Linked DNA regions of Sus scrofa: region 1 is linked to region 2. Evidence: chromatin contacts called from public targeted proximity ligation data. All regions are on one chromosome and are shown on one strand. The core of a region is the stretch at or near the end of the contact, and the rest is flanking DNA. Distances in the headings are between cores, read along the strand shown.

Region 1 (2,847 bases), core at 50-2,549, 110 kb before region 2:
CCTTTTTAGAAATATCATTTGGCTGGGAATGATAATACTATTTGAAGCAAGAGGCTGTCAGAAGAGAATAATAATGGACCATGACTTAGAAGCTGTTTTTATTTAAGTTGTTGAGGTTTATTATGTTTCCAGAGGTTCTGCTTTGATTGAAGCCTTTTTACTGACCATGAGAAACTGAAAATGCATTTTAAACACTAACTGTGCATTGTATATTGTGAAAGTAATGTGAAGAGCTTGTGCTTTTGTATGGTAACTGATCTTTCCAGAATAGATTCGTTTAATTAATGTTAGCTCTTATAATTAAAGTGTAATAAAGAGAGTAATTGATGAGTATGCTGGTGATGTACTTTGATATTTCAGCTCTAATGCTGCAGTGCATTGTAGTCATAGATTGTACATTGTTCTGAGGGTCCCTTATCCTCGCACCAGTAAGTGCCTAGGAGCTGTAGCCTGGCCTCTTCTGCTTTACCCAGAGACACTCTAGTCTTCAATATGCTTTATCTCTGAGTGTGGGTTGCTGTACTTGGATTTGTATTTGAGTTTGTTGTATTCCTACAAAATTGTGACAGTTTCTGGATTTTTTTTTTCTTCTTTTTATGGCAAGATATTTCATTCCCAGTGTTTTGAAATTTTTGATCAAGAATTTAGGAAAATCTTCATGACTCCTTTGATAAAGAGGGATCATATTCTTAAGATATGGAAGAGAGAGCTTATTGAGAAAACTAAGGATATGAGAGGCTCAGGCACTGGAGAATGAATGGAGCTTCTCTTCAAACACTCCATTGTAGTGTGGAAACAAAGCACAGTACTGTCAACGTCTTCCCTTTCCCCCAACTGCTGCTTGTCTTCATCCTAGGTGAGGTTTGTCTCAACAAGTTTTTCATTCCAGAGTTAGTATGTTCAAAAATAACTCACCTGTTTCATATTATTCATACCGGAACAGAATTGCTAGGGTGGATTTTCTATACTGTGGCCTGACATCATTTCAAGTTGTCCTGGCTTATTGGAGTGTAAGGTTTGGGTGTCAGGGTGGAAGTGACAGAAGAACTCCTAACTTGAAAACTGTCTCATGATAGGTTATATAATTTTGTAGGTGAATACACAAAATATGTTCAGATCACATTAAAATTTGTTCAGGGCTTTATTACAGCATGTGGACTTCTAAACATCCATCATTCTTTCTCCTAGAGAAGAAATGTCTAAAAGACAAGTAGAAGTCTGCATTTAAAACTGGAAGGCATTTGGACACTGTAGAAGAGGGATTAGGAATCATAAGGAAAGCATATCTGTAGTGTTTGTGGGCATGAGTGTAGTTCAAGGAATGTAGTGAAGTCATCTTGCCAAAATAGTGCTTTAGATCTTAAGCAGCCTTTCCTTGGGGAGGGGGGAATTGGAGGTAGGAATTAAAAGGCAAATTGTCAAATTTCTCGTAAATGTTTGCGAGAAAATACTGCCTTATAGTTAAACTCTCTGTGCTTTTCAGAATAAATTTTCATAAGACCCTTTAAGAAAATAGCACAAAAACTAGCAATTTTTTTTTTTTTTTTAAGGGTGGCACCCGCAGCATATGGAGGTTCCCAGGCCAGGGGTCGCATCAGAGCTGTAGCCACCCCCCTGTACCACAGCTCATGGCAACACCAGATCCTTAACCCACTGACAGAGGCCAGGGATGGAACCTGCATCCTCATGGATACTAGTCGGGTTTGTTAACCGCTGAGCCACGATAGGAACTCTATAGACTAGCAGTTTTTATTCAGAGTGACTATAGGTCACATATCATAAGTTTTCCTCAAAACACAAGATAACTGCAGTTGTTACTAGGGGGCCAAGGAGAATGGTACGTTGTATCAAACTCAGAAGTCAGCAGGCTAAGGTGAACAGTTTCTGCCTAGGATCTACTACTACACAGCTGCAAAACCATCTTTCAGAAACACAGATCAGATCATGTCACTCCGTTGCCCACCTCCCAGTGGCATCCAGTTTTTTATAGAACATACTTCTCCCCTCCTGCTCTGCTCTCTGCCCAGGCCGGTCTTTGAGTTCTGTGAGGATGCCAAGCTCATTCCCACCTTTGAACTTGTACATGCTGTTTCCTCTGCATGGCTGGCTGCTTCTTGTCAAATTCAGGTAGCGTCAGATGGTGTAGTGGTTAGAGGCAGGGTTCTGAAACCTGACTGCCTGCGTTAAAGTTATTTTAACCTCTCCGTACCTTCGTTTCCTCAGCTGTAAAATAAAGGATGATATAAGTAAATGTCTCTTGGTGTTGTTAAGGTTGAATACACAGTAAGTGCCTCACATATAGTAAATGCTTATTAAGTGTTGGCTCTTATTCAAGTCTAAGCTCAGATATTGCCTCCTCAATGAGAGGCCTTTTTTTTTTTTGGGTCCTTTCTAGGGCTGCACCCATGGCATATGGAGGTTCCCAGGCTAGGGCTCTGATCTGAGCTGTTGCTGCCAGCGTACGCCAGAGCCACAGCAACACGGGGTCCGAGCCACGTCTGCAACCTACACCACAGCTCATGGCAACGCCGGATCGTTAACCCACTGAGGCCAGTGATCGAACCACAACGTCATGGTTCCTAGTTGCATTCATTAACCACTGAGCCACGACGGGAACTCCATGAGAGGCATTTCATTAGCCATCCTGTACCCCCCAAATACTTATAGTTATCTGAAATTATTTTATTGTATATTTATTTACTTTTATTTTTATGTCTCTTCCACTATAATGTAAGCTCCGTGAAAGCAGAGATATTTCCTGTCTGTTGCACTCCCAGTGCCTAGAATAATGCCTGATCAATGTATTTTTGTTGAGTGAATTAGTGGAAGTCAGATCCACCCCAGAAG
Region 2 (2,700 bases), core at 199-2,698:
TCAGCCCTGCGTCTCAGCAGTGTGTGTACTTGAAGCCTTCTTGTCTCCCCATAAGGTCATTCTTATCCACTTTTTGAAGAGGTGAAGAAACCGACCAAGAGGAAGGAAAAAACTCCGACTTGGGCATGAGAGGGAATTAGGTTGTGATCCTAACTCTGCCACTTGCTGCCTTTCCTACCCTTTCTGAACCTGTCCCCATCTGTAAAGTGGGGTATAACCCGCCACACAGCATCACTAGGAATATTCAAGTAGACAGCACGTTTAAAGTATCAAGAATGGTGTCGTCCATAGAAGCAGACTTCCTCGCTATTACATGAAAAGTTCCTTAACTCGGTGCAGCCAAGGAGGAAGTCACATCCTCGACAGCTAGTCCACCTGTCACTTGTCCCATTCGTGGTGCGGCACCCCTGTCGTACAGGAGGATGATGCACTCCCCTTCCATCAGGAAATTCTGTGCTTCGGGAGTTGTTTTTCTAGACACTGGGTCTGTGCCTTCCTCCTTGGGACAGCCAGTGCAGGTTGTTGAGGCCGCAAGCTGGCTGGTGTTTTAGTCAGCTAATCTGTGGCTGTGGTGCCTAAACCAGCCGGCCTGTGTGGGAATCTAGCCCAGGGCCCAACCGCGTTGCCGCGTCTGATGACAGCAGCAGTAAATGCATTGGTGAGCACCGCCGGCTTCAGAGCGCTTTCATTCTCAGAAGAGTCCCAGGAGGGAGCAAATGCTCACTCTGCAGAAGAAGAACATGAGACCCAGAAAGTGGTCCTACCCTGAGTCACGCCAGCGGTGACTGGCAGAGCCCAGGACGAGAACCCAGGGGTCTTGATGCTCCCTCTGGGACCTCTGTGACGTTTTGGACCCAGATGAGAGCCTAATTCTGGCAGTTCAAATGGACGTTTAGAGCTCACAGAATCCTCTAGTTTTCCTGTCAGTAGTGTACATTTTGTGTCCCTTATAGAATATTCATTAATTCATTGAATGAATTACGTGCTGGGTACTTTCGGCTTTGGGGGTCTGTCAGAAAGGAAAGAAGTAGACAAAACCCGGCCGTGCCCTGATGGAGCAAGCTTATTCAGATGTAACCAAATAAGAAAGATCTGTAGTATGACCGTAGAGAGTGTGAGATGGTATGAGCTATGCAGAAAAATAAGGCAGAAGGGCGGCTGGGGGTGGGGGTGGGGCAGACACTGAGTTGGCTCTGATTCTTAGTCTCATTCCCACTCTCTGAGAGCAAAGCTGCCTGTTCATTCCCTGCTGGTTCATCACACCCTGCATATCAGGGCTTTTGGAGACCGATTTTGGAGTTGAACCAGCTCTACTCAGTAGAAGCAGGTGCAGGGGCTGTCTGCTTACCCACTGAGAGGCCAGGACCTTCAGATTAGAGCTGGGTTGGCCTGGGTAGTGCTTTGGAATGCTCTGGTAGGCTGGGGAGGGAGCTGGTGCTGGTTTTCCTTAGATTATTTCTTAGATCTAGAGCTCCCCCTGCTGTTAGAAGGTGGGGTGCTCTCAACTGATCTTTTAAAATGATTGTTTTTTTACCCTAAGTTCTAAAAACCCCGAAACGTTTAAAAAAAAAAGTACTGCAGGACATTTGGAGCTTTCTTGTGAGACTGCTCCTGGTAAGGCCCAGCCCTCGGGGCGGGCTGGGGGAGGAAGCACAGAGGCCCCGGCAGGATAGGGCCCTATCTGTGCTCAATGCTACTTATAGCGTCTCCTTACCCTGCACTCCTACCACAGCCGGCAGCCCCGCAAAATTATCTCCCCACAGTTTCACAGCTGCTCTGAAATTCTCAAGCAGCAGAAGTGAAACTGACCATGATCTTATAAATTCCTCCTTACTGCTGTTCCCTGCTTGAAGTGAATCAGGCCCTTACCCTCTCATCCTCAGGGTGTCCTGCTGAGTTTTAACACAAGCTCTCTTCGTGATGCTGCATCCTTAGAGGGTTCTGCTTTGATCTCTCCACCTCGGTGCTGTTTACTGAGTCGAGAACTGCGGCCCCAGAACAGAGCTGAGTCTTGGGCGGGGGCTGCAGGGAGCCCTTCTGGTCAGCACTGGGTGTGTGCACCAGGGTTAACCATAGAGTCCCTGTGAAGTTCTTTTAGTCCTTCAAGGTGAAATTCAGGTTAATTTTAGCAGCACTATTAATATCAGCTGAGCTGAAGAAGGAAATGGCACCCAAGCAGACGTGTGTCTTTTTGGTTTAATTGCCCCATTCAGACCGTTTGGTTGCTTTGCGATTCCTGATGAGATTGAAGAGGGAGAGCAGGTGGACGCCGCTTGCAGCCCTGCTCCGTGTCCCCATCTTCCTGAGAGTAAAGGGAGGCCCGGCAGGCCTTCTTGGAGGGTTGCCTGCTCATGGAGGATTCTGTTACAGTTCTATTCCATGGGTGCTCTTTCTGGAGCCCAGGCTTAGGCAGGGACTCTCCACTGGGAACAAAGTAACCGAACTGTTTCGAGGGGGAGCTGAAGCACCGAGCTGTGTGCTTGCTCAGGTGCCGTTTTCTTCCTCACTTCAGCTGGTGCTGAGTCCTGCTAAAATCAACTTGAATTTAAGACGCCTTCTCCACTGTAAATTGGAAGTAGACATCATGCTTCACTATAAAGTAATCTTTTATGATTCTTTTCCCAACAGCTTTGAAAAGTCCAGCTGCATTTCATGAGCAGAGAAGGAGCTTGGAGCGGGCCAGGGTAAGGCACCTTCCCT

What was found.
Region 1: a targeted proximity ligation map of skeletal muscle shows a contact between it and region 2. A contact is called at or near these places in 1 of 5 promoter capture datasets (fetal skeletal muscle), 2 of 47 Hi-C or Micro-C datasets (embryonic fibroblasts and epiblast stem cells) and 1 of 2 datasets of targeted methods (skeletal muscle).

The regions. Positions count from the first base shown.
Region 1 is chr5:7,840,627-7,843,473 of Sscrofa11.1, forward strand. All of the region lies in intron 3 of MKL1 (MKL/myocardin-like protein 1), which reads left to right. Among named protein-coding and RNA genes, the nearest start is that of MKL1, 91 kb to the left of the region's middle.
Region 2 is chr5:7,954,858-7,957,557 of Sscrofa11.1, forward strand. It overlaps MKL1 (MKL/myocardin-like protein 1), which reads left to right. Exons shown (of 16, transcript XM_021092835.1): 6 at 2,629-2,684. Among named protein-coding and RNA genes, the nearest start is that of SGSM3, 62 kb to the right of the region's middle.